Linked DNA regions of Mus musculus: all the other regions are linked to region 6. A link is a contact called in public Hi-C and promoter capture Hi-C data. All regions are on one chromosome and are shown on one strand. Each heading gives the region's core, a stretch centred on a gene start, on an enhancer-like site or on the middle of the called end of the contact. The rest is flanking DNA. Distances are from core to core; before and after follow the strand shown. Region 1 overlaps Commd1 (COMM domain containing 1). Region 2 holds the start of Slc1a4 (solute carrier family 1 (glutamate/neutral amino acid transporter), member 4). Region 3 holds the start of Cep68 (centrosomal protein 68). Region 4 overlaps Slc1a4 (solute carrier family 1 (glutamate/neutral amino acid transporter), member 4). Region 5 has its middle 36 kb from the start of B3gnt2. Region 6 holds the start of Mdh1 (malate dehydrogenase 1, NAD (soluble)). Region 7 holds the start of Rab1a (RAB1A, member RAS oncogene family).

Region 1 (4,093 bases), core at 1,396-3,895, 1.3 Mb before region 6:
TCCAGTGCTCAGGAGGCAGAAACAGGCAGATCTGTGAGTTCAGGGCCAGCCTGGTCTATAGAGTGAGTTCCAGATCAGCCCTGCCTACACAGAGAAGAAACCCTGTGTCTCAAAATTAAACAAAACCAAACCCAAAACATTCATCTCAGGCTAGGGAAATAAATAAATGAAAAGAAAGGCAGAAGCAGCTCCTGGCTAACTGTCCCCTAATCTCCACACTTGTGGTATAGCATGTGCCCTGCCCCCACCCCAAATATGTAAAACATATTTAAAATGATGGAAGGTGAGGACTGACAGGTGAGGTTATTCTCTGACCTCCACATGTGTGACGTGGCATGTACACACCCCCACACATGCATACAAGTCCATCTCGTTGTCACTGCAGGTCAGTAGTAAAATGCGTGCGTGACTTGCATAAGGCCCTGGATTCAGTCTTGAGCACCCAAACAGTTGATTTCACAGAAGGTGAGAGCAGGGTGTCAGTGACCCAGAGGCTGGAGAGGATGGAAGGGGGAGTTTAACCAATGGGTCCCAAGTTATAGGTGGGAGCAAGATCTTTCACAGTTAAATGTCTATAGACAATACATTGCAATTTCCAACGGCTAGAAGAAAGAACTGGTGTTTTCACCATTTAAAAATGAGATAGATATGTTTGACTTGATTTAAGCATTAGACAGTGTATGCAAGTTTCAAAATATCCCATGGTACCCAATAAATCTAAACTTTTTAATGTTTTCATTATCAGTTAAAAATCAATTTAAAGGCCAGATGTGGTGGTTCACACCTTTGCCCCCATCATTCAGGAGGTAGAGGCACTCAGATCACTCTAAGTTTGAGGCCAGCCTGGTCTATATAACAAGTTCTAGGCAAGCTAGAACTTCACAGAGAATGAAGCCCTGTGGGGGTGGGGGGAGTCACAGTTATGGGATTAGGGGATGGTTTAGTCAGTAAAGTGCATGGAAAGGCTTGAGTTCAATCTGAGGAACCCACCTGAGACAGCCAAGTGTGTTAGCATAAGCTTGTCATCACCATGCTGGAAAGACAGAAGACCAGCCCTGCCCTCAGTGAGCTCCTGCCACTAAGAGATTTTTGTCTCAAAAGCCAAGGTAAATGTCTGAGGACCAACAGCACAGGTTGACCTCTGGCTTTCATATGTGTTTGTACATGTGTGTGTGCATACACACACACACACATACACACACACACACTCACACACTCACACACACACACATACACCTGAAAACTGAAACTGAAAACTCACAGGCTTGAAAAGGTTATACACCTTTTTTATGAAAAGCAATAAGTGAGGCTCCTAGGAGCAGTTAGTGACAAGAAGAACAGCAGTAGACAAGGGTTAGTCAGTGAGTTCCTGTACTTTATGCCAACTGTGTCTCCTCCCATGCTCCTCGTTTCTCAGAAGGTTTTTGCTTTAATCAGATAGAAGCAGCTCCAGCAAGGGATCCCATGATTCTCAGTTACCTTCAATTCAGAACAATCCGTTTATCAGAGTAGAGACTCTTGGGGTAGGATATTTTGATCCCTTTTAATGTTTAGAGAGGAAAATGTACAGATAAGAATATTAATCCTGTGATTCTGCCTGTAACAGACAAGAGGCCATTAGGCATGTCCCTTGACATACCTAGAACTTAATTTCATATTCTAGAAAGTAAGACCTGTAAGCATTTATGTTAGTCTAAAGTTACTGTTCATGAGGTAGGAAAGACTATCTTGGATTTGCTCTTCTCGTTTAAGGCCATATAGAGTTAGGGTTACCTGGGCCATGTGAGATTTCTGCCACACAAACATCAAAGACCCTACTTTTTGATACTACCTAGATTGGCTCACCAATCCTGAGTGACTGAAGGGACTTTATTGGAGGGAGATCTTGTGAGAGAGGTCTTACTGCGTGGAGAAGGACCTGAGAAATATCTATTACTACTTCAAAATCTGGTCATCCTTTATAGTTTTCTATCTAAAACTTCCCAGTGAACCTATCACAATTTCTTTTTAGCCTGAGTTGCAGATGGCCCAGGATAACTAGAGACAAATCACAATTCTTTTATTATTATATAAGTAGGGACAGCACTGACTTTGAAGCCAGCCAGAGCTGAGAATTCAATTATCTGACTTGTGTCATTTAAAAGATTTCTAGATGGAAGTTAACCTTTCCTGACCTCAGAGTTCTCATCCACAAAGTAGCAATACCTAGGTACCTACCTTAAATTTATACCATGTCAATTGAGCTGCCAGACAGAAGAGCCTCTCATAATGAGAACAAGGGCATCTGTCTCTGTTTACGCTTGTGTTTTATTGTGGATACTGTGGATATGCTTTGTATGGTAAAATATCACACAGGCTTAAAGGCCTGGAGTCTGGTTTGCTGTGCTAGGCCCTGGGCCTCTGCACCTTGCTCATGCCAGATAAAGAACCTTAGCTAGAGCTCGAGTCTTAGTCACTGTTGTGTCACTGTGAGGAGACACTATTACCAAAGCATTACATTTGGGGGCTTAAGTACAGTTTTAGAGGGTTAGTTCATGATCATCACGGCAGGAAGCAAGCAGGCATGGTGCTGGAGCAGTAGCTGAGAGCTTTATATCCTGATCAGCAGGCAGAGAGGGGGTGTGGAGGAAGGAGATTGGTCTTGGGCTTTTGAAACCTTGACGCCCATTTCCAGTGACACACTTCCTCCAGCAAGGCCACTCCTAGTCCTTCCCATCCTGCTCATCATCTGGATGCAAATGTATGTGCCTAGGGGCCATTTTCATTCAAACCACTACTGCTGTCTTGCAGGTTTTTCCTTAAACATCTTTTTGTGTTTTACAGGAATCTGAATTTTTGTGTCTGGAATTTGATGAAGTTAAAGTCAAGCAAATCCTGAAGAAGCTGTCAGAGGTAGAAGAGAGTATCAACAGGCTGATGCAGGCAGCCTAACTGAAGAGAGTATCAATAGGCTGATGCAGGCAGCCTAACTGAAGGCTGGAGGAAGGGGCGTTTGAAGTGAAGCTGCTCACAGACTTTCTCCACTGACCCTTTGAAAGTCCTGTTTGCCCACTGGTGTTACCAAAAGACATTGTATACATGCATGAAAGTCTTCAAGAATAAATAAAAATATATTTTAAAAAGTGGGTAAAAAAGAGAAACCTCTCAAAGTCCAATCTTGCTTGTCTCTGCTTGTTGGGTTCTTTATTTTCCCATCTGTTCCACTGGAGAGGGTCTCATATTTTAGCATGCATAAAGATTATGAGGGACATTTATAAAAACATACTGAAATTTGCCAAGTGGTGGTACACACACTTTTATTAATCCCAGCACTTGGGAGGCAGATGCAGGCAGATCTCTGAGTTCCAGTTCAGTCAGGTTTACCTAAAGTAACCCTGTCTCAAATAAGTAAAAACAAACAAAAAGTGAAATTAAACAGGAGGCTGGAGGGTAAGCACTCATTTAGTGTGCAAGGAGGTGAGGCAGGTTCACCTCAGAGCCTCAGGGTCAACAGAATTGACACTTTAGAATTCTTTCCAGCTGTTGTTTGTTCTTGGGAGAGCTGTTAGTCATCCACACAGGACACATTGTGTATCATATAATATTCTGGATATTCACCCTCAGAAAGTGAGGAAGGCATTACAGTCGTGTAGATAGTGCTCACCAGTGTGTGCTCTAAGCTGCAGTGTAGTAGAACCTGCCTACCTGAACAAGATTAAACTGGAATCTAGTGAGATTCTCCTGGGACCAGCTGATGGAGTTGAATAGGTGTGGTATAAATCTAGAGGTTGGGTTTAATCAGACTAGGGATACTCAAGCTTTTTAAAAATTACATTCTTAGTTTGTATGTGTATGTATGTATGTGGGATAGAACACACATGCTACAGAATGCCTGTAGAAGGCAGAAGACAAGGAAATTTCATTCTCTCCTTCCATAATGTGGGTTCTAGGGCTTGAACTCTGATTGTCATACATGATGGCAGCAAGTGATTTTCTCACAGGGTGTGCACGCACGCACAAGAAAGAAACCCAACATCAACTTCTGGCCTCCACATGCATGTGCACCAGACCACAGATGTACGCAAGGACATGCAAATATGCATGTCTACCCAGA
Region 2 (3,592 bases), core at 286-2,785, 1.2 Mb after region 6:
CAGATCAGACTAGAGAAAACTTAAACATGAAGGTTCACAGAGGCAGATCATAATGATAGCAGTAACAGGCTGGAGGAGACAATCACAAATCTGATTCGGAATATGCTGAGCTGAGATGCTGCAGAATGTCTGGGTGGAGCTGTAAAGCAGGCAATTGGAAACCCACTTCTGGAACATGACTTCAGTCTTTTGCATAAAAGCAGCAGCTTAGGAAAAAGGAGGCAGAGCTACCTGGAAATGAGGAACATGGGTCTGTAGGAATCATCCATCCTTGCACAGAGAGGTAAACCATGTTCTGGGAAACAAGATAAAAATATGTATAGGTCCTCATCTAATGAACACACCTCCCTCCCACCAATAAGCTCCTATTTCAACAAGCTGTACATGACAGCTAAATGGCTTCATGTAAGGAACTCTTTGCTGTCTCAACAATTGGACGTTTTACACCTCGACAGGACATATTGATTTGCACAGGTTTCTGTTATGGTATACTTCAAAATTACTTTACTTCACATTGTCTTCCTCTTTAACTCAGCTACACCTAACTAGGGCTTTCTTGGAGGTCTGGGGAGGTAGTTCTTTTCAAAAGCAGAATAGGGAAAAATAAATAAATAAATAAATAAATAACACAATAAACGACTGCCAAGGTTTCCCTTTTTATCTGCTGTGGCCCGGGAAGATAGTAAATAAATGGCATTTTTAAAAAATCCATTGAACCATCTTTCAGACTGGCCAAACACTTGACTGAACTGTTGGCGTGCCAAGTCTGGAGACCCGGAAGGGGGTGGTTAAAATCCCGCTTGTGTTTCAGCTTAAGTTACATGGCAGACACGCCACCGAAAGTGGTGGCGTTAGAGCTCTGTTTCTCTGGGAGAGTTTTACGTCTTCAGCCTGCACACACCAGGCTTCTCCCCAGAGTCCAATGGACTCGCCCCAGAGGGCGCTAGTGCACGCAGTGGCTCACCCTTGGCACTGTGCATAGTGCCACCCGGACTCGCTGGTCACCTAAGGGTAAAGCTCTGCTAGAGTCTTGTACGTGCACGCAATGAGACTTTCCCCCATCCACCCACTCCTTTGTCTCTGTACCAGGAAAGCCTACAGAGCCCTTAGAAGAAAGGATTTCCCGCAGGATGGAGGTTGGGTCGTTCCGGACTCCCTAGCGGAGGGCGGGCACCAACCTCCGAGGGCTCCCCTCCTCCACCAGCTGAGGAGAAGAACTGCCGAGGCGTTCCAGACGCTCCCCTCCCTCTCTCCCCGAGGCCTGGACAGTAGGACTGAAAGCTGCCAGGAGACAGGATTGGCCGATGGCCTCACGCCCCGTCGGGAGAGCCCAGCCTGCCTGTCTCTCACTCTCTTTGCTGTGCCTCCCGGAGGGTGGGAGAAGGGCGGGACCTGGGAAACGTCAGGGAGGTGGGGAACGGATATTCAGGGTTCTAATTGGTCGTAACATCGGAGGTGCGCCTACATGGGCGGGGCGAGCTCAAGCCCCGCCCTCCTTCCTAGGCTGCAGCCTCCAGCGTGCCTCCTGCGTTGCATCATCTCCAGCCTGCAGCGGCTCTGAAAGAAGGCTGGGCGCGGCGCGGTCTGCTCTGCCTGGGCTCCAACCCACAACCCACGTCTCTCTTTTATCTTTCTGAAAAGTGTTCCTGTAGGGACTCACAGAGCTCGGAAGCCGCAGCTGGCACAGGCCACTGTCTCCGCCTGATCCATTCATTCGAAACCGGTCTTTTCTCCAAGTTCCTTGAGTGTTACCGCTTAGAGCGGTGGGCAACGACATGGAGAAGAGCGGCGAGACCAACGGCTACCTCGACGGCACCCAGGCAGAGCCTGCGGCCGGGCCCCGAACGCCCGAGACGGCGATGGGCAAATCGCAGCGCTGTGCTAGCTTTTTTCGGCGCCACGCGCTGGTGCTGCTCACCGTGTCGGGAGTGTTGGTGGGTGCCGGCATGGGCGCGGCGCTGAGGGGGCTGCAGCTCACCCGCACCCAGATCACTTACCTGGCCTTCCCGGGCGAGATGCTGCTCCGCATGCTGCGCATGATCATCCTGCCGCTGGTGGTTTGCAGCCTGGTGTCGGGAGCCGCCTCCCTGGATGCCAGCTCCCTCGGGCGTCTGGGTGGCATCGCTGTTGCTTACTTCGGCCTCACCACGCTGAGCGCCTCGGCTCTCGCCGTTGCTCTGGCGTTCATCATCAAGCCAGGGGCGGGCGCGCAGACCCTCCAGTCCAGCAGCCTGGGGCTGGAGAACTCAGGGCCTCCTCCGGTCTCCAAAGAGACAGTGGACTCTTTCCTCGATTTACTCAGGTACTGCTCTCCACCCCGCCAAAGGCACGGCGGGAGACGCCACGTGCACTCATATCACCTAGAGTTAATTCAGTTACTGTTGGCCCTTAACACTAAATTTCATATTTACGTCTGGGCTACGTGCTGGCCACACCTTTAAAGACTGGAGGCCACAGCTTTTTGCTGGAACCGATTTTCCGTTAGGTGGGATGTTAAGTGTATACCTTCTCAGTTGTGCTTTACTCCTTACACTGGGCTCTCTCAGTTTTGTTTGTTTGTTTTGTTTCGTTTTTTTAATTGTTCCTGTTTTCTCCCCTACATCACCCCAAAGCTTCCAGGACATTGAGTGACTTTCACCAGAGGAGCTATCCAGCTTGTAGTCTGAGGTTTTCTCTGATTCAGCCTTTGGTCTGGAAGGAAGTTGGCAATTTTCAGCAGAATTATGGATGTGTCCAAGAATAATAAAACTGGAGTTAGTTATGTGGAGCCCGTTGCCCAGCTACGTGACTGCCTCTCAGGCTTAGGACAGGTTGTGGACGTTCTTGGTCAGGATCATGGGGCCTAGCGTTATTTCTTTGTAGAAAGCGGGGAGATCCAGAGAGTTGAGATACACACACCTTTCTTTGCTTGTTTTTTTTTTTTTTTTTTTTTTTTTTTTCTCCACTCAGGAGTTGTATTTCATCCCCTGGGATGATAGAGTGTAGTTTTCAAAGCTTCACCTCTCCATTTGAACTAATCCAAAGTTCACAGATGGGAAAACATTAGTCTGCAGGCGTTTACTAATGTAACCAGGTTCGTCTGAACGAGGAGTCCAGCTGGCTTGCCTTCCAGCTTTCTGAGCCTTAGTGGTATATTTTGTCTTGAGTCATTGGGCAAAGCTCCTCATTGCTGAGGTGGTGAAAACCAGAGAACTCTGGGCAAGTGACTTGTCTTTCTCCTGTCTCCATTTCTTCATGTGGAAAATGTGACAGCTGTCTTGCCACTTCAAGAGTTTGTTCATCTAAAACAAAACAAAAAACCGAGACATGGTATTGGACGGGGGGTGGGGGTGGGGGGGTGGGGGGGTGGGGGAATCTGCTGAAAAAGACCAAAAGTTCCTGCAAACAGAGCAAGTGGAGGTAGCCTACGGGAACTTCGATGGAACTGTAGGCTTTGGCGCCTGCCAGGTGGCCTGGTAGTCCAAGAGTCTTAAGGTTTGAGACATAACTGTAGATGTGTTCAGAGATAGAGAACTCTACTGAAGCCCAGAGTAGCTTTGGTTTGTTCTGTCCTCAGGGAGAGAAATATGGGGTTTCAGGGTTCTTTTTGTAG
Region 3 (4,012 bases), core at 832-3,331, 1.3 Mb after region 6:
GATATATGAGCCCTTGTCTCAATAAGGAGGGGGAGGGAGAGAAAGGAGAAGGATAATGGGGAAGTGGGGGAGGAAGGGGGAGATGACTGGGGAGAGGAAGAGGAGGAGGAGGAGCAAATAGGGTAGAAGGTGAGAAGGTGGTGTAGTCCCTGAGTGGTGCAAGATCTGTCACACTGGTGCCAGCCTGCCTCTGTAAAATACCACCACCACTGGAGTTATCAAAAAACAGCAACTATCAAAACAACGCCATCTCCTCAGTCTGCAGGAGGTGCCCCACAGAAGCTGGTACCACTTTTCCCATCTCAGCTTACCGTGAAATAACCATCACAGGAGCTGTTCACAATGGCAACACCTCGTCCAGCCTCCCCAAGCAGCTGGGCAGTGATGGAGCCTCAGCCAAAGCAGCCTGTGGCTGGGAAGGTCCTCCCATCCCAACCCATAGGCCCGATGCAAGGAAAAGGGGTGGGGAAAAAAAACCCACCAATCCCTGAGCTTCAAACAAAAACATAGTAATCCCTGAGCACAAGAATCCACCAATCCCTGAGCTCCCCAAGCTCAGGACTTGAAATCCTACCAATCCTCATCCTGGAAATCTCTGTCCTGAAAAGCCCCACCCACTAAGAAACCCTATATAAGCCCTGCTCTTTGTTCAATTCCCTGCTCTCTGCTCCTGGAGCGGAGGTGGCCACCCCTGGATTCATCCCTCCACATTTTGGACCCTCCAATAAATATCTTTTATGAGCTTTGCTGCCTGGTGGTACTCTCTCATCAGAAGCCAAGAAGCAATGAAGAGAAGGAAAGAACAGGAGTGGGGCTGAGCTGGGGATACCCTCCCCCTGGGAGCTGCAACACCTCAGTTAGGAGGCTTCCTCTTAGAGCAGTGTGGTTCCTGGGCTTCTGTGTTTCAGGACGCCCTTCCAACTGAGCAAGAACACTTAGAGAAGGCCGCTGGGCCAAAGTCAAAGAAGAGTACAGAACACATCTGGTTGAGACCATCCAGGTGCTCAATCGCATTACCATATTTACTGCTAAATGACTTCATACGTCCTTTATTTATTTTTTCCTTTAAACAAGTAACTGGATACACGCTGGTAAATGCTACCTACCTATTTGACACATTTCGGTTCTGAATTCCTTTTTAACTTTTTCCTTCTGGGTTGAAGAGAGAATTCAAGGCCTTGCATATAACAATACACTTTTACTTTAAAACACCCAGTATGGGGAAGACTGGGACAAAATCAGGAGTTCAAATTCAGCCTGGGATACGATGAAATTTACACTCACTCTCTCTCTCTCTCTCTCTCTCTCTCTCTCTCTCTCTCTCTCTCTCTCTCCACACACACACACACACACACACACACACACACACACACACACAAAACAAAGCCAAATAAAAAGCTGGGCATGATAGGGTTTGCCTGTACTCCCTGCACTGGGGAAGCCGAGGCAGAAGGAGCACTATGGCCAGGCAGGCCAGCCTGGCAGTTAAGTTTGTGGTCTTAGGTTGGATTAAGTCTCTGTCGTGTTAAGATCAGTCCAGCTCCTTCTCTAAACTTCACAGGCCCAGAACACTGTGGAAGTCCCTTCTCCCACTACTGGTGAGACAGGCTGGGCCTCCTGAGCCTCAGAGTCTCAGGACGGTGGCGAGGGGCCGGGGGTGGGGGGAGGGAGGGAGCTCGACCCACACCTGGTCCCCTCGCCCAACTTCTGCCCGATGCCCAGATTCGGACATGCCCTGGGGGTTCCACACAACGCAAAAGGGGAGCACCAAGCCTGGAACCACCCTCCCAGCCGCGGAGAGCACGTCGACCCAAACACCGCAAGCCTTCGATCCGCGGAGAGCGCGCCTTGCTATCCGCGTGGGCCTGCGTGGACGCCAGGACCGCGAACACCCAGCTGGCACGCGCGTCCGGACAGCGGAGAAAGAAGCTCCGGCCACCCATAGGCCAGGGTCCTGCAGGGGGCGGGTTCCCATGGCAGATACGAGCTGTGGATTGGTGAAGCATCCGAACGGAGAGTTTGGATTGGTTGCTTCATGGGGCGTCCTCCGCGGAGAAGCGGCAAGGGCGGAGGGCGTGGCGGGCGCCTGGCCCTCCCTCCCCAGGAGTGCGGGCGCCCGCGGGAGGCCCCGTCGTCGCCGCCTGGGACCCTGGCCCAGCTACGCGGGTCGCTCGGGACGTGCGGCGGTGTGGAGTGAGGTAAAAAGGCTGTGGCCGGCTCGAGTGTCGCGGCGCCAAGACTCGAGTCGGGGCATTCCCCTCGTGCCCGGGGCTCCGCGTGGGGGACCCTGGGGGAGGCCCGCGGCCTGGAGGGCACAAAGGCTGGCCGCGATGGGGGCGCCTCGCGCGTTCGCCTCCATCTTGCGGACCGTGCCGGGTGGAGGCGAGCGGAGGGGCAGGCTGTGGAGGGCCAGCGCGGCCTGCAGAGCGCGTGGGGCCGCACCTCTGGCAGCCCCATGCAGCTGTGCGCGCGTCGACCTTGGTCGCGGAGAACCGGCGGGTCACAGCCACAGCCGCTCGCGTCTGGACGGCTGCTGCTTCCATGGCCCAGTGAACGCATCCGGAGGAGGAAAGCAAAGCGGCGCACTTTTTATCTCTAAGATCTACCCTTGTCATCTGTCACCTGTTAGCCAGTCTCAGCAGCCCGGGAGCACATGCCCCAAACTTAGTAATTTTATAATTACCATGTTTTATTCAATTAAAAATTAAAAAAATAATAATAAAAGCTAAAAACTCCCAGTGCCCGAGCAGAGTAGACCTTACTGGGAATTGATGGGGTCCGAGACAAGGAAAGAGGTAGTCTGGTATACAGCTTGCGACACTTTTTGCTTTGGGCTTGGTTCAAATACAAGCCACTACTCACCTAGTTCTCTCCAGCGGACTGGGTTAAATTCTGGATCACTTAGGAACAGTGGGTGTAAGGGAACCCAGCTTCACATCATCACAGAAGCTTTTAAAAACTTTTTCCCTACCCCCACAACTGAAAAACATACCCTTCTCTGGGCAGCCCATATGGGCCTGGGTTGGCAATGAAGTGGTTTCCCCGCCCCCTAACAGGATGAAAGGTCTGTAAGGGAAGGAAACCAAAAGAAAACAAGAACAAGTGAAGCCCAACGTTGAGGGAACCGGAACTTTTAAAAGCCTTTAAGTTGTTGGATTATTTTTACAGGTTAAGGAAGCAGCTGGGCTCTCTGAATCAATTCAGACTTTAGTCCCTTTCATACTACTAATTCAGGATAAATTCACGTGTGCCTTAGTTCTCTCATCTATAAAGTGGAATTTAGGCCCCAGCACGACAGGACAAAAAAACATGGCTAGGAAGAGTAATAGTGCCAATTCCAAGGTTTATAAAATACCTAAGATAAGAAGAAATACTTAGACCTACCAGAGCACTCGGGAGAGAGAGGCAGGTGGATCTCTGAGACTGAGCTATATAAACACAGAGACCTGTCTTAAGATGCCCCACCCACCCACCCACCCAGGTACCACTACCAAATATCTGTATAACTCTTGCTTCTTCTGGTGTCTGTCTTTCTGTCTTGAGGCCATCCCTCAAACCTTTTGTGATTGCTGCTCTGACCCCAGAGAGTATTCTTAGATTTATGCTTTTAAAGTCCTTACCCTGTTGTGGCAGGAAGAGGCTCTGAAAATATGTACCAGGCCTTGGGCCACCACTGCCCACCCCTCTGTCAGGGCAGTACCACTACACCACCACTATCCACCCACATGACCACAAAGTTGAAATTTCTTAAAAATTTTAATTTTTTGAACATTTCATATAGGGGCTGGAGAGCTCGCTTAGCAGTTATGTGCACTGGCTGCCGTTCTAGAGGACCCAGGCTCAGTTCCCAACACCAACCTGGCCTCTACAACTTCAGTCCCAGGGGACCCACCCCTCTTCTGACTTCTGTAGGTACAACATACATGTACACAAAAATAAAACCTCAAAGCTAATTCTAAAGAGGAAGTTTTCATATGTGTATGCAGTGTGTGTCGCTTGTATCTGTCCCTCA
Region 4 (3,657 bases), core at 277-2,776, 1.3 Mb after region 6:
GTCACCACTACTAGAACTGTTCCTGGTAAATTTGTTTATTAGTGTAAACAAAGCCGACGTGACTGTGAGTGTCTCCCTGCGTCACCGTTAGATCTGAGATGTTTCTTAATGGTGAATCAGAAGCAAATGACACCGCTACCCATCGGTCTTCGATGCGTTTGCTTGGTCATCCGAGAGCTTCATGGGAGTCAGACCTTTCACTGGAATGCATCTAGTTAACCTGGACATTAGTGAACTCTATTGAGAGTATATTTGTGGTTAAATTTAAGGGTCTGTTTATCAGCTACTGGGCCATGGCCTAGATTTTGTGACAGAGCTGGAAGGGATGAGGGACCTTGGAACTATCCAACCCAATAATTTTTTACTGCTCTGGGCTGTCACAGGAAAGAGGGGTGACTCTGCCCTCCACCCAGCCGACATGCCTTGTCATACAAGGACTGAAGGGCTCAAAATTCTACCAACCTTTTTTTTTTTTAAAGAGAAAACATGTATTAAAAAATTAGTTGAGGAGCTGGTGACCTGACTAGCAGGTTAAGTCACACACTGCTAGGTTCTTGTGATTCACATTTGATCCATGGGATCCACTGTGCAGGAGAGCTGACTCCAAAGCATTGTCCTCTCTGATTCCCATGTGTGTGTGCATCAACACACAGGTGCCATGTCATGAGTGCGCACACAACCGGGCTTATAGTAAGTAAGTAAAAAACAGTGGCTGAGAGCTAGAACCCAAGGTTCATAGGAGGTGGTGAATCCCAGAGCCAGAACAGCGATCTGGGGCTTTTACCATGTTTCTTATACATCACTTTATGAAGGTTTTTCTAGAATTATCTTATTTATTCTAAATTATTCTAATTTATTAGAATTATTTTAGTTATTATGTGTCCATGTGTGGGTTCTATGCCTGAGTACAGCCATCTATGGAGACTGGAAGAGGGCATTAGACCCCCTCAGGGGTGGAGTGTCATGTGGTTGTGAGCTGTCTCTTGTAGATTCTGAGAACTGAATTCCAGTCCTCACTCCTTAAGAGCACCGGGCTGTCTCCCCAGCCCCTGTTTGTTTGTGAGAAGGAGTCTCAGTGGCCTTGAGTTAGAATCCTGCTGCCCTGGCCTCCTAAGGACTAAGTTCCAGCATCAGATCATGCCTGGTGGCGATGTTTTGACAGGCTGAGATGCCTGTGTACTCTAAACAGCTGCAGCCGTGGAAGCCAGCATTGCTGGGGACACACTGTTATATCTACACATCTTTTTTCTTTTCTTTTTGTTTTATTTTTTCTCTCTCTTTTTTCCCTTCTTAGTTATGGTTTTTAGTTTTTCATGACAGAGATTCCCAGCTTTCCTGGAACACTCTGTAGACCAGGCTGGCCTCAAAGTCACAGAGCTTGGCCTGCCTCTGCCTTCCCTAGTCGCCCAGTTATGTCTACACATCTTCAGTGGGTGACTTACTGAAGACACTTGGGGAAAGCCCACATGGCTCCTGAAAATCTCATGAGACTTATACAAGTCTCACGGGAGGTCAGTATAAGATCCAAACCGCAAAAGACGAGCTGACGTGGGAGATGGCAGTTATGGTCCTTGGGTCTCTGAAGGAATGTTCTAACAGCCAGCTTTTCTGTTTCTGTTTGTTTCTGTTTCTGTTTTGTTCTTTTGAGGCAATGTCTTACTTTATAGCCCAGGCTAGCCTCGAAACCTCAGTGCTTCTCCCTCTGAACCTCCTGAGTGCTATGATTGCAGGCGTGAGCAGTCATTCCTGGCTGTGTACCCTCCGACTCTGTCTCCTGCGGCTTTCTGCTCCTTTGTTTATAACTCACTAAAAGTTAGAAAGAGCACAATTATTTGATTATTCTGCAGTGTTTCAGACACTGCACAGATCCACTCTCACGTCACGCTCGCTTCCCTGCTGAATCTGACTCCTCTTTCTTCTGATCTGCAGATCCCCGTTGTAACAGATGTGGAAGGGATGAACATTTTAGGTCTCGTCCTTTTTGCCCTGGTGTTAGGAGTGGCTCTAAAGAAGCTAGGCCCCGAGGGAGAAGACCTCATCCGATTCTTCAATTCCTTCAATGAGGCCACAATGGTGCTGGTGTCATGGATCATGTGGTGAGTTTCGTTCTGCCATCTCTTCTTCTAACTGGCCCCTGGCATCTCTAAGTTACCCTCTGGGAACCTGCCCCCATGCCCAGTGTTAGGTTGATGAAGCATAGCTTGTCATGGTACAAAAAGCAGTGGACCAGGGAGATGGCTCAGTGGGCAGCAAGCCTAACCAGAGTTTGATCTCTGGAACTCACGGTGGGAGGAGAAAACATGCTCAAAAGTTGTCTTGCAACCTTCCCATGTACCCACATAACACTCTCCCTCTCTCTCTCTCCTCTTCCTCTCTAATGATGATGATGATGACGACGACGATGACGATGTTTTAAATCTTTAAAGAAGTGATTCGACAGTTTCTCTTCTTGTTTGGGTGTCCTAGAGAACTGGGAGCACATAGTTACTGTTACCAAACAGTAACTACACTGACCCCTGGACTCACATCAACACGATCCATGTATGAGTTCAAGTGTCATTTCACATATTTACCATGCCCAGTTTGCTGTCTCCTGCATAAAATAAGGTTCTTTTATCTCAAAATGATAAACTTTAAACTTCAAGGAGATCATTGGTAAGACCTTTTACAACAAGGAGGAAAAACGTATCTCTCCCCTGCTTAGGTAAAGCTTGAAATGGTCTTTTATGAAAGCCTTTAATTTATAAGGAATATTAAGGAAAGGATGGTTGCTCAATAAAAACCATTAGTTTGAGTCCTGGCTAAAATTTAACAATCTGACCACCTCCTTCAGAGCAACTTCTGAGAAATCAGACTAGTTCCAGCCCTCATATCTTAAAAGCTTTTCCTGGCATTTCACCTGTCTTGGTTAGGGTTTCTATTGCTATGATAAAACACCTTGACCTTAAACAGCGTGGGGAGGAAGGGGTTATTTTAGCTTACATTTTCACATCCCATCCCATCATAGCAGGACATCAGGGCAGGACCAGGAGCCAGAAGGGAATGTAGAGGCCATGGAAGGGTGCTGCTTACTGGCTTGTCCTCATGGCCTGCTCAGCCTGCTTTTTTTTATAGCACCCACGACCACCTGCCTCAGGGTAGTGCTGGCCAAGGTCAGCTGGGCCCTCTCATATCAACCATCAACCAGGAAAATACACTACACCACAGGCCAATCAGATGGGGCATTTTCTCAATAATGTTCTCTCTTCCCAAGGACTGAGCTAACCTAGGACAAGTTGACATAAGAACTAGCTAGCACATCACCTAGGCAGACCTCTGAATTTTAGTTGTTATCCAAACTGTTGCTATCCAATAGTTGTTAAAAACTAGTTTATGAAGCTGGGCATGGTGGTGCATGCCTTTAATCCCAGCACTTGGGAGGCAAAAGCAGGTGGAGTTCAAGGTATGAGTTCAAGAACAGCCTGGTCTACAAAGAGAGTTCTAGGAAAGCAATGGCTACACAGAGAGACCCTGTCTCAAGAAACAAACCAAACAAACAAACAATCAAATAAGCTAGTTTATTCCTTCACATACAAAGTATCTCTTATTGTCAACCACTAATGATCGCAGAACCTCTCTCTTCGATGACTTAGGTACCAACTGGACTGCTTTTAGGAG
Region 5 (4,033 bases), core at 393-2,892, 1.3 Mb before region 6:
ATAAAATGACAAGGAAAATGTAGAAAACCAGCTAGTGGGGTTGAAGAGATGGCTCAGAGGTTAAGAGTACTTATTATTCAATTCCTAGCACACACACATGGCAGCTCACAACTATGTATAATTCTAGCACCAGGAGATCTGATGCCACCTCCTGGTCTCTGTGGGCATCTACACACTTATGTACACAAACTCATGCAGCCCACATGCATACGTATAAGTAAAAAATAAATCTTAGAAAGAAAAGAAGGAAGAGGGAGGGAGGGAGGGAGGGAGGGAGAGAGAGAGAGAGAGAGAGAGAGAGAGAGAGAGAGAGAGACACTGAATTACCCATAAAGCATTCCCCCTCAGAGAGAGAGAGAGAGAGAGAGAGAGAGAGAGAGAGACACTGAATTACCCATAAAGCATTCCCCCTCTGGGTCCTACTACATTGTCCCTTATTTCTGTGATGTATTTTGTCAGAACAATAAAAAAAAAAAAACAGGAAAGTTATATCTTAGTAAATTTGTATTAGAATAACATTTAATTGACCCTAAATCAATAAAATGTCCATGGGCCCCAATTCCAATTCTTGAGATAAGGGTATCACACTGAATAAATTATACTGCTCCTCTTTTTTTTTTTTTTTTTTTTTTTTTTTTTTTGAGACAGGGTTTCTCTGTATAGCCCTGGCTGTCCTGGAACTCACTCTGTAGACCAGGCTGGCCTCGAACTCAGAAATCTGCCTGTCTCTGCCTCCCGAGTGCTGGGATTAAAGGCGTGAGCCACCACGCCCGGCTACTGCTCCTCTTATATCAGTTGCTCTGAAGGTCACTGGGCATCAGAAATGTGCTTTTACTATGTCTCCCAGAATGGGATGAACTTCCCCTGACCTTCCTAGTGCTATGTGGGGCAGTGGACCATGCCATCAGACAGAAAACTTGGCAAAGTTGAGCAGATTCGGAAATCCCAGTACTCTCATGTCTGAGTACAGTAGGCATTTCCATCTACTCCCGATCAGGGTCCTGTCCTGGATCACAGGACCACGACACTCCATGGAGAGGACTGTGACAATCAGTCACACAGGGGCAACACCCGAAGCCCCTCCACACGCAGATGAGGCATCTCTAACATCTCAAATCAAGCCAGGAGAAAGCTTCTGCTTTTATACCCCAAATCACCCCCAAATGCATATAAGACCCTATCTATCCACAAGGACTAAAGTGCACGAGCTATTTCATCAAAGACAGTCCAAGAGTGTCTCGTCTGTCGAATAGAGCTGTAACACTGGGGAAGAGTTCTCTCCTGAAGCTTTCATTGTTGAAAGCTGCTCCAGCCTATCGACCTCACTTCCTGCTCAGTGGCCCTGACCTTGGCTCCTAGCCTTCAGCTGTGCTGCACCCCTCAGCTTCCAGCATCCCAATGCCTGCCACAGACTCTGGAGCAGCTGCAGCGTTGGAAGTGAGATTGGACTCCCTCTCCCCTTCAGAGAGCTCAACTCTTTGGCGGATCCAGTACACAGACCTGCAGTGCTGGTGGCAAGACAAAGGCCCAAGGTCTCCGTTGACACTAAAACTGTAGCCTTCTGATTCCATGACACTGTGAGCCCCTGCCTGCTCATTAGATGGTTGCATGGAAGCAGGAGTGCTGTGCGGGACAGATAACAGTCATTTCCTGGGCATAGTGGCTTCCTGTTCCAACAGTTCAAGGTTCTTAAGGTGTTTCTCACAATGTCATATAACAACTTGATGGGCTGATTTTGAGTTTAGCTTGTTCTCCCCTGGTTTTTATGTGAAAGTGGTAGGAAGTTCCATAAGGGCCAAGAAGTTGTTTCTGGCTAGCGACCAGCCCATAACCAGCTAGCTCGGTTGGTAGTTGCAGAATGAACAAGCACAGTGTTGTTTACAGAAAAAAGATGTATGAGAGTTGAATCGATGGTGGTTAAAACTCCTACGGTATTTCCTAAGATGTCACACAGACTGACTTAATTTGAATCTAGTATTTGTTCTTGAGTTTTCCTGAGAAAGTGAACGAAAACTCCTTCCCGGAGGGGCAGTCATGTTCCGTCCTGAGATCAGCTGCATCCATCCCTTGTTAGTAATCAGCGACCAATAGGCGATCCTTGAGTGAGCTCGGTGAGCATGGTGCTGTTGTTGAAGTTAGATGACAGACTGTGGAGGGATGTGTCTGTTGCATGGTATCTCACTATTGTATCCTTTCTGTCTACCCTGCCCCATTGCTTTGTTTGAGGGAGCTGCTGGTGCAGGGTAGCCAGATGGTTAGCTGTGGACCCTGGTCCCTTACCTCAAGAGCTTCTTCAGGCCGCACGGTTCTCCTGGATTCTAACTTCAAGCTGCCTCTGCTTTGCTTTGGTGCCTAGCCCATATTTCATGATTCATTTTGAGACCTGAGTCTCAGCATGAACAATTGGATTACAATCTGGTATTTCTTCTTCTGCCAGATGAGGAGTTGAAATTATTGTACAACACAACTTGTTTCTGGAGCCTGCTGGGACTGTCAGAGACAGACAAACATCTTGTCTCTCCACAATATCAAAATGTATTTAACAGTAAATTCACAAGGTATGTTAGCTTCTTTGGCAGCGATTTGCCAGATTTCCCTGCTTGTCTTGATTGTCCTGACCAAGGAGCGCACAGGTTCTGCATTCCAATCTTAACTCCTGATAGTAACATAAATCATACAGTAAATACATCTCAATGTATGTACATTGTTGGTTACAGACCACAGAGAGTTAGGACCCCGCAGCTGAGTTCTAGAAGTTTCAGAAGTCAGATAGAAATGCTGATAGGGTCTGCTGGTCTTCATTTCAGATAAAGAGGCTGCTAGATGGGGCAGAGTTAAACTCAAAGCCAGGGTGGCATCCTCCATGAGTTTAGCAGTAAGTAGACTAGGTTACTCTTCATAGTCTCGGTGATTCGTCGGCAGTTTTGACCCCTTTACATAGAGGAGTGGATATTTATCCTCAGTCACCCCACCCCACCCCACCCCTCATCTTCACTCCTGGCCTAGCACTCAGGCCTTCCAACCCCTGCAATTCATACGTGGAAACCCCAAACCCTTCACTCCATACATGGAACTTTCATCACGGCTGGACCCATATCTGTAGAGATTCTCACTAAGGTATTTCTGTCTTTCTGGGAAATATTGGCGTGGCTGTAAAACTCAGAATAAGTCACAATGAAATATTAACAGCACAGTGGAAGAGTAGGGTCTTGGGAAAGCATCTGTAACAAGCCACCGGACACTAGACAATCCCTAAAGATGCAGAGCTCCTAGTTCAGAGGAACCTGATAATGACCTCAGATCTGCAGAAGTATTAACAACAGGCATAAGATTACCAGTGCTGAATCATGAAGCTGAACAACCTCGCTTAAACATCCGAGAAGAAAGGCTGCAAGCCATTTTTTGCTGTAGACTTGGTTCAAGTGAGACTCTTGCTTGGTGTGTAAGGTGGAGGAGAGAGCATCAGCCTCTCTACTGTCCGCACATGAGGTCTCCTCAGCAGGGTCTTGGCCTCATAAAGAAAAAGATTTAAAAACATGTAGAAGGAAACTTGTGGACAGTGTCATTTGAAATGGGATGGGGGTCAGACAGGCAGACAGACAGACAGATCAAAGTGAAGAGAAGGCAGATAGAGCTGTGGGGGGAAAGTCTTGCCTTTGTTAGAGGCCAAGAAGGCAGTCTTTGTGAGGGAAGTCTACAAGAGATTGCTTGTGGTGGGGAGTGTCCTTCAGAGAAAGAGTGAGAAACTATTGGGGAGGTAGGCTTAGGGTTTGGGTTGGTGTCTGAAAATCAGATAAGAAAGAGAAAAACGAGGCTGTGGAGATGGCCCCATCAGTAAGGGAACTCGAGTTCCCAGCAACCACATAAAAAAGTGGAGTGTGGTGGATTGTGCCTACAATCCCAGTGAGAGACATAAAAGGTAGAGAGTGATAGACTAGGACATTGGGTGACATCTGGCCTCCACCCAGACACAGGCACAGGAATTCCAGTACCATTATTATGTGCTAGAGAGAATACTCCCTCATATGCAGAC
Region 6 (3,639 bases), core at 695-3,194:
ACAGAGTTTTGTTTCATGCTACAGTGGTTCCTGAAAGGCAGTAACTAAAACTGCTATCCTAAAGTCCCAGAGCAGATTAGAACAATCACTATCAAATCAGCTCCAGCCCTTCTCTCTTCACTTGAAAATCCTGTAATCTCTCCCTCAACCATCAAGTGAAACTGGAGGCAAGTCATGCTATCTCTAGAGTGTGATATTTGCACATATGGTTGTTCAGTAGGAAGTACTATAAAGTAACAGAACTAATGCCTATTAGAAAACCAAGAAGAAACAGAAACTACAGAGACATGCCCTGGAATTTGAGAGTCCCTGACACAGAGGTAACATTTAGAAATGCAACCCACAAATGAACTAAATGTGGACAGAGACACAGGAAGCATTCCATTATAAAAAGATCAGTGCTCAAGAACAAAATTAAGGCATCAAATGAATAAAGTGATTCTAGGAGTCATTCAAGTACCCTACAGTCTATTGAAACCTAAATGCTATTGGACCCAGAAGTGGCTAGTTTTATGTCAACCAGACACAAGCTACAGTCAGTCTTAAGTTAAGAGGAATTCTCAATTGAAAAGAAAAATGCTTCCACCATAAAGATCGGGCTGTAGACAAGCCCATAGGGCATTTTCTTAATTACAGATTGATGGGGAAGAGCCCAGTCCTTTATGGGTGCTGCCATCTCTGGGCTGGTGGTCCTGGGTTCTATAAAGAAGCAGACTTAGCAAGCCATGAGGAACAAACCAATAAGCAGCACTCCTCCATGGTCTCTGCAACAGCTCATGCCCTCCATATTCCTACTTATTCTGAGTTCCTCGAATGATGGGCCAAAATGTGGAAGAGTAGGCCAAATAAATCCTTTCCCCTAACCTGCTTTTGGTCATGGTGTTTCATCGCAGAAATAGAAGCCCTGACTAAGGCATCATATTTCTCTCTCCAAATACTAAATCTTCCAAAAACAAAACTGAAGCCATCCACCATCCATTTAATAGTGACAGAAAATTCTGACGTTAGACCAAGAGCATATTCATTGGTCTGTTCCAAGGCACATGTTTTCGAATATCCGTACAACAAACGGAGAATACAGATTTCCCTTAACAACTTTCATTTTAAATGAAAGCCTCTTGAGATGTTTTAGCTGCTAACATTTCGCCTGAAACAATCAGTGTCTCCCAACTTCCCCTGGAAGTAACAGGTTTCCAAAAAGAGAATGAGCAAAAAGTGTCAATATTCACAGTCGGCAAAGAAAATTAGATCGGTACACCACAAGTAAACACAAGGAAGGGGCTCACTCCACAAACAAAACTTTCTGACTTTACTTTGGAAAAGTTACACTGACTCAAACTGCAAGACACTCTTCGTCCCTCCTGAAAACTGTGGCATCCACACGCTCCTGACACTAACAGGGGACTCCGGAGGTCGCCCACAACCACCGGCTTCGGATTCAGGATACGCGCATCAGTGCCGCACCCTGTTCTGACCCCCAGATAAAAACCCTCGGGGCCGAGCTCACCAGCCTGGGACGTGAGAACACAGCTCCACAAGCTCTTGGTCTGGAGAGCGCTCAGGTGAGGCTGCCTCGTCGCCTAGCAACGGTGAAGCTGCCCGTTCTTCCGCAAGCGTCAATTCCTCCCGCCTCTGAGAGAGTTTTTAAAAGGTTTTGTTTCCGGGTCGAGCGGGCTTTAAGCAACGGAAGGTCTCTTAGCCGCCCTTGTTTAGTCTTGGGGGAGGATAGATTCTCGGTGGAGCGACGTGTGCTGTCGCTCAGGGGTCGTTTCTCCTCCCTCGAGTTAACGCCTCCTCTCCTGCCAATTGCTGAGCGCCATCAGGCAGGCGCCTCACTCAAAGCACCAACCCTCTGCTCACAGACGCGCTCCAATCACCGAGGCTCAGCCCCGGGACTACTTTGCAGCGAGGCGCGTAGGAAGAAGGGGTTTGGGGGAATTGTAGTTTAGCACTGTCAGGAATGCACGAAGGTGGGCGCCAGAGGTCGCCGGAAGAACTACACTTCCCAGAAAGGGCCGTGTCTCCAGCCGAACCTTTGCGGGCCAGCCCCGCGTTCTCTCCCAGAGTCTGTTCCGCTGTAGAGGTGACCTGACTGCTGGAGACTGCCTTTTGCAGGTGCAGAGATCGGCCTTGCAGTTTGCAATAATGGTGAGTGTGGGCTCCTGGAACCTGCAGCAGCTCCGGCCTCTCGGCCTCCTCCTGCGCTTGATGCGCTTTTAAAAAGCAGTAATGCCGGGAGCTGTCCTCCGCGCGGTTTGCAAAATCTGACTCATTCTCACGACTGTCGCAGTAACCCAGATACTGGAAAGGGGTTCGCAAGGACTCTAGAGAAATCACTGTCCTTGGAAAGTCGGGTCTCAGTCCTTGCGCAGGAGGGACAAAATTTTCTCCGAAGGACCTTAAAGGATTTGTTGTGGGGGATGAGAATTATGGGAGGGGAAGAATTAGGTCCTAACACTATTTTGCCTCTTAAGCTCTTGGAAAGAATAGGCCTCTGATGTTGATTTACCGGTAGTGCTCCAGGTTATGATCCCAGTTTTCAGGAGACATGTTTCCACCATATTTGATTTAAAAGAAAACAAATGTTACTGAAAACCTATTCTTGATCTCCGTTTGTAATGACAGGACTAGCATCGCTAGTCAAACAGTGCCGATATTCTTTACTACTCTGTCATAAATTCTGAAGGCCTCCTTGCAGATGTAACGTAACCATCTTGTTGAAGCTCTAGATCTATCTTGTCCTCAGCGGGCGGAGGGGGGTGACGTGAAAGAGAGCTCTGACGTAGGACTAATCTTCATGCTGTTTGAAGGTGACATTTGCCACCAGACTGGAAATTGCTAAGTACTTTGAAATTTACATTTTAAAAATACGTGTTGTCCTTTAATATCAAGATGGGAAATGTGAGATGAATTGAAAATTTTTGGATGAATTGGAAATTTCACAGAACCCAAGGAGACATGTTTTCAAACAAGGACAAAAACTCCCTCAATCTCTATAAGAAACCCTAAGGGAATAATTACTAATTTCCAGTCATTGTTGCCTAGTTATTTTGACACATAAGTAGTTATTTAAATTATGGCTTAAGCAGTCTCTGTCTTAATAATTTTAGTAATAAAGTGGCACTAGTTATCCAAGAACTTCAGACTTTAGGCTGTTAGGCCTATATGAAAACCTTTTTACAATCATCTTATCCAAAACCCCACTTTAAATACTAAAATTTAATTTGTTGAGACTCAGAATGCGAGTTGCTCAAGGTCATAAGGCTTGCACCTAGGGTCTCTTGTTCTTCCCATTTACCAGGATTGTATTATGTGTTTGGCAAATCACTTCATAATCCCCTTTAGGAAATAAGTCCACAGAATCAGCATGTAACATCTGATAGCTTTGTTACATGTCATTCAGAGTGTTGAAATTCTGAAGTTAAAGGGGCATTTAAGGATTGTTTCATCTAATCTTAAAACAGCCTGTCATGGTCCTTGATTTCCCAAGGTCAGAGAGATCCAGGGCCCCTAGTTAGAGTGTAGAGTTTGTTATTCACTAGATGGAACTGGCCTCACCCTTAGAAGGTCACATCTGGGCCAGAAGACATGAGTTGTTCCAGGTAGAAGAGTTCTGTGATGTTGCAGTCTCACATGATT
Region 7 (3,628 bases), core at 651-3,150, 1.4 Mb after region 6:
TTCCTAATATAACAAATTCATCTTCTTTTTGGTTTCCACAAAAATCTAATTAGGACCCCCAATTCAACTTTGCTTAACTAAACTAATTTTGCCCTGGGAGAGGGGCTGCAAACACAGCACCTGTGTCTCCATGTGAACTGTTCCCAACTTTTTCAAGTACAGAAGCCTGGCCAAGCACATAGCTCTGTGGATACAGTGCCTATCTGAGTTCAATCCCTGAAGCCACAAAGGAAGAATAAGCTCCCAAAAGTTGTCCCCTGACCTCTGAAGCAAGCAAGGTGACACCTGTGCACCTGCAATCACAGGCATCACACACACAATAAAAAAAAGTATGTAAAATTCTACCAAGATACTAAGACCTCTGCTTAACACAAACGGAAAAACCATTTCAGTATTAAACCAGTCTTAGAAAACCTGAACTTAGAATGTCTTTTGCAAGAGTCATGTGACACGCACATGACAAGTCAGCCGAGCTGATGGTTGGACCTTTCATGGGGGCACACTTAGCGGTAACTGACCAAAGCAACAAATAAAGCCCAGCTTTTACGGCAATAGTGATTTCTCTTATTAAAAACCAACAAAAATCCCTCTCCCTTAAAGATTTCTGACACTAAAGTATAATAAAAATGGCATCTCTTAAAGTTATTTTCATATATGGAAACCATAGGAGAATTTTGGGTTCAAAGAGAGAGCCTAACAATGTCTATCCAAGAAAGGAGAAGCGCAGTTCCCATGAAAGGTGCCAGGTGTGTCACATCTGCTACAGTGACTTCTTGAGTAAGCAAGAAAAAGGAATGCATTAACTTTTCATGACACGTCATGGAACCTCATTTCCTATCTACAGGCATTCAAGCAGGTAATCTAAAACCTACATACAACTCTATCATCAAAGGCCCCATTAGTTTCTTTTCAAAACTGTCTGCAAACTTGTACTTTAACTTGGTGGTACCAGGAAGACATTTCTAGTTTATTTTTAGTTCAGTTTTGTTCTTCTTTTTCTTCTTCTTAACCTACTGGAGACAAAAGGTGACTGGGAGACTCATGTCTCCCCTAAACCAAAAATTTCACAAATGTCCAGGATTTTGTAAGGGTCACGTCTCACAAGTCTCACAGAACTCTCCCAGGAGACAAGCCCAAAAGAAAACTAAACATTATAAATAGCTCCTCACCATCTCCTCATCCCCCTCAAGCCCACGCAGTCCCAAGAAGCATCCATATTACCTAAAACCCAACAGGGAGAGAGCTCTAACAAGCTCGGGATTTACAAGTAAAGCCGACGCTGACAGCTCCGCAGAGCCGGCGCAGGGTCTGACAGTGCCCTCTAGCAGAGCTCTCCCACCTACCTCCCCTTAAAACCAAGTCCTCCTCCAGCCGTCACTGCCTCCAGAGACGCGCCCCTCCTGGCTACTGTCCGAGGCCCTCTCCCCAACGCCCAGCCGCGGCACCTAGCTCCCCGCCGGCTGCGGTCGGGACCCGGCCCGCAGGCCCGACCCCTCCCCGCTGCGCTGCGGCCCTCGGCCTTCAGACAATGGGGCCCTCAGGCTGCTCCGTCTCCTTCGCCCGGCCGACCTTCCCGGCGCTGCGCAGCGAACCTCCCGGCGGCCCTCACCCCCGGCCGGCCGCTCTCACCCCGGCCCGCCCCGGCTCTCCTGCACTCACTATTCGGGATTCATGCTGGACATGTCACTGCAGCTGCCGCCGCCGCCGCCGCCACCACCGCCCTTGCTGACGCAGCCGCCGCCCCAACTCTCCGCGCCACAGGTAATGGAAAGGGAGGAATGAGCTAAGCTGTTCCGGTAGAGCAAACGTCGACCCCACTCCGACCCTTAGAACACAATCAGCAGCCGCCGCCACTCAGTGATCGCTTCCACCCAAAATGGCCGCCGGCGAACCAGGAACTGGGGAAGCCTAGGCCAAGGGGCCTGGCGCGGCCCAGAGGGCGGCAGCGTCGCGGGGCACGCTGGGAAAGAGAGTCATGAGCACACCGCGCGCTGGGCAGCCCGACCGGGCCGAGGGCTGTCTGCACTCAGCTTCCCACTAGGCCCCGCGCCCTGAACGCATGCGCACTTTCGAGCTTGTAGCCCGCCCCGTCCCGATTCCCTCACCCCCACACCCCGCCCTTCCTGCTCCCCTCCCCGCTGGCCTGCTGGCTAGGACTTCGCTCGGACTCCCCCTAGCGGATTGGCTAAGGCCGACCGGGCTGTGTTGATGTCATCAGTGAGACGTGGCAGCAGGGCGAGTCGGTGCCCCATCGGGAGGGGAGGAGGAAGGAACTCGGCGGAGGGCGGTGCCGCAGCAGAGGGGGAGGGGGCTCCCAGGAAGCCTGGGACAGTGAGGAGGGGTGGAGACAGCTTGACGAGCTCTGCTCAGGCAAGACCACAGGGGCCATCACCATCAGGGTCTGAGGCTGCTCTAAGGACAGCAGGAAACTCAAGCGGCCTCTGTAGACCTTGCGCTTTCTCACTCACCCGACTCCTTCTCTAATTTTTTTTTTTTTTTTTTTACCGTTTTACTCTAGCAACTTGATGTTGCAATAGCTGCAAATGGACCCTGTTCTAGTCTCTCTTCTGCTCACACAGCCAGATTTCCCTGTCTGAAACTGCTCCTCCATCTCGACCTCCAACCTTTAACATTGTGCTGTTGAGACACAGGCTAAAGTCAGCCTTAACCAGTCTTCTCCTCCTACTTGAGGCCTAGACTTAAAAGTTGAATTGTTTTCCGGGATAGGGTTGGGTTGGGTTGGGTTGTTAAGTTTTGTTTTTGTTTTTTTTGAGGGGGGGGGGTTGCAGTTGCTTTTGCTGCTCTTTGTTTTTTATTAGTACTAATTCTGTGTCCGTCTGCACAACTGGGCAGTAATAAGTATTTTTTTTTAAGCCATGAAACTCTTCAGTACGGACTCCAGAACTAATATTAATACATTTTTTTAGACCTAATGGTGTCAACTTTAATCAGCTCAGGAATTTAAATCTCCGCTAAACTTTAACGCATTATCTTGCGTTATTTATTACAAAGGGCATAGTATAATACACTGACCAAAGTTTATCTTCCAACTTGTTCTAAGCAAGAATATTATCTCCTGGGGCCAACTGTAGATTTACTTTTAATTTCTGAATTTCTGTGACATCAAAATATGCAAAAGAGGCTGTTCTCATGACTAACCATATACTCAGAACATATTTACACATCCCTCTGGCGTTCCTCCGTGTGTCCTGACAGCCTCATCAGACCACACATACATAGTTTTGGGAGTTTTCTTGTTATTGTCTGGGTTTTGGTTTTTGGTTTTCTGAGGCAGAGTTTCTCTGTGTAGCCCTAGCTGTCCTGGAACTCCCTCTGTAGACCAGGCTGGCCTCGAACTCAGTGTTTCCCTGGCCTCTGCCTCCTGGGTTCTTTTCCATACTAACTTCTGAAATGACCCTAGATGGAGGTTTACAGCCCTGGACCCTAAAGCCCACCATACTTCCTCTTATCATTTCACAGAATAAAAACTCTGAAGTGTCCTAAACTCAATTTTTCAAGCAAAAATTTTGTTGTTATTGTTGTTTTGTTTTGTCTTAGGATTTATCATGTAAGCCAGACATAGCATGCCTTTGACCCCAGCCCTCAGGAGGCAGAGATGGGTGCTTCT

Evidence for each region. Promoter capture Hi-C pulls out the DNA fragments that hold promoters and counts their contacts. A called contact is a pair of places that touch in the nucleus more often than the background predicts. Capture Hi-C pulls out chosen DNA fragments and counts their contacts.
Region 1: a contact with region 6 is called in a promoter capture Hi-C map of hippocampal neurons, with 3 times the contacts expected there. The contact joins the enhancer-like site here to the promoter of Mdh1 in region 6. A contact is called at or near these places in 8 of 39 promoter capture datasets (the C10 cell line, the HPC-7 cell line, HPC-7-derived erythroid cells and 4 more).
Region 2: a contact with region 6 is called in a promoter capture Hi-C map of adipose tissue, with 5 times the contacts expected there. The contact joins the promoter of Slc1a4 here to the promoter of Mdh1 in region 6. A contact is called at or near these places in 6 of 39 promoter capture datasets (the C10 cell line, cranial neural crest, liver and 2 more), 5 of 484 Hi-C or Micro-C datasets (B cells, CD4 T cells and CD8 T cells), 3 of 115 datasets of contacts at active chromatin or transcription factors (large pre-B cells, memory CD8 T cells and pro-B cells) and 2 of 9 other capture datasets (adipose tissue and liver).
Region 3: a contact with region 6 is called in a promoter capture Hi-C map of liver, with 5 times the contacts expected there. The contact joins the promoter of Cep68 here to the promoter of Mdh1 in region 6. A contact is called at or near these places in 4 of 39 promoter capture datasets (the C10 cell line, hippocampal neurons, liver and 1 more), 2 of 484 Hi-C or Micro-C datasets (CD4 T cells and natural killer cells), 5 of 115 datasets of contacts at active chromatin or transcription factors (astrocytes, double positive thymocytes, pancreatic cancer cells and 2 more) and 2 of 9 other capture datasets (adipose tissue and liver).
Region 4: a promoter capture Hi-C map of pre-B cells shows a contact between it and region 6, with 5 times the contacts expected there. The contact joins the enhancer-like site here to the promoter of Mdh1 in region 6. A contact is called at or near these places in 1 of 39 promoter capture datasets (pre-B cells), 1 of 484 Hi-C or Micro-C datasets (CD4 T cells), 2 of 115 datasets of contacts at active chromatin or transcription factors (large pre-B cells and pro-B cells) and 2 of 9 other capture datasets (adipose tissue and liver).
Region 5: a contact with region 6 is called in a promoter capture Hi-C map of the HPC-7 cell line, with 3 times the contacts expected there. The contact joins the enhancer-like site here to the promoter of Mdh1 in region 6. A contact is called at or near these places in 6 of 39 promoter capture datasets (the HPC-7 cell line, cranial neural crest, hippocampal neurons and 2 more).
Region 7: a contact with region 6 is called in a Hi-C map of muscle stem cells, with 4 times the contacts expected there. The contact joins the promoter of Rab1a here to the promoter of Mdh1 in region 6. A contact is called at or near these places in 5 of 39 promoter capture datasets (the C10 cell line, hippocampal neurons, liver and 1 more), 3 of 484 Hi-C or Micro-C datasets (CD4 T cells, muscle stem cells and uterus), 4 of 115 datasets of contacts at active chromatin or transcription factors (Th17 cells, astrocytes, large pre-B cells and 1 more) and 1 of 9 other capture datasets (liver).

The regions. Positions count from the first base shown.
Region 1 is chr11:22,898,788-22,902,880 of GRCm38.p6, reverse strand. Commd1 (COMM domain containing 1) reads left to right here. Exons shown (of 3, transcript NM_144514.2): 3 at 2,824-3,153. The coding sequence ends at 2,931. Among named protein-coding and RNA genes, the nearest start is that of Gm24917, 32 kb to the right of the region's middle. Within about 2 kb of position 2,645, at least 7 of the 459 cell types and tissues checked have an H3K27ac peak or open chromatin away from gene starts, as enhancers often do.
Region 2 is chr11:20,330,656-20,334,247 of GRCm38.p6, reverse strand. It overlaps Slc1a4 (solute carrier family 1 (glutamate/neutral amino acid transporter), member 4), which reads left to right and starts at 1,535. Exons shown (of 8, transcript NM_018861.3): 1 at 1,535-2,302. The coding sequence starts at 1,776.
Region 3 is chr11:20,247,493-20,251,504 of GRCm38.p6, reverse strand. It overlaps Cep68 (centrosomal protein 68), which reads left to right and starts at 2,081. Exons shown (of 7, transcript NM_172260.3): 1 at 2,081-2,198.
Region 4 is chr11:20,312,355-20,316,011 of GRCm38.p6, reverse strand. Slc1a4 (solute carrier family 1 (glutamate/neutral amino acid transporter), member 4) reads left to right here. Exons shown (of 8, transcript NM_018861.3): 4 at 1,930-2,096. Among named protein-coding and RNA genes, the nearest start is that of Slc1a4, 19 kb to the left of the region's middle. Within about 2 kb of position 1,526, at least 6 of the 459 cell types and tissues checked have an H3K27ac peak or open chromatin away from gene starts, as enhancers often do. A contact at or near this core is called in pre-B cells and pro-B cells, where this site is marked.
Region 5 is chr11:22,821,855-22,825,887 of GRCm38.p6, reverse strand. No RefSeq gene overlaps it. Among named protein-coding and RNA genes, the nearest start is that of B3gnt2, 36 kb to the left of the region's middle. Within about 2 kb of position 1,642, at least 24 of the 459 cell types and tissues checked have an H3K27ac peak or open chromatin away from gene starts, as enhancers often do. A contact at or near this core is called in the HPC-7 cell line, where this site is marked.
Region 6 is chr11:21,570,239-21,573,877 of GRCm38.p6, reverse strand. It overlaps Mdh1 (malate dehydrogenase 1, NAD (soluble)), which reads left to right and starts at 1,944. Exons shown (of 9, transcript NM_008618.3): 1 at 1,944-2,148. The coding sequence starts at 2,146. Wdpcp (WD repeat containing planar cell polarity effector) reads right to left here and starts at 1,597. Exons shown (of 18, transcript NM_145425.3): 1 at 1,508-1,597.
Region 7 is chr11:20,199,684-20,203,311 of GRCm38.p6, reverse strand. It overlaps Rab1a (RAB1A, member RAS oncogene family), which reads right to left and starts at 1,900. Exons shown (of 6, transcript NM_008996.4): 1 at 1,660-1,900. The coding sequence starts at 1,682.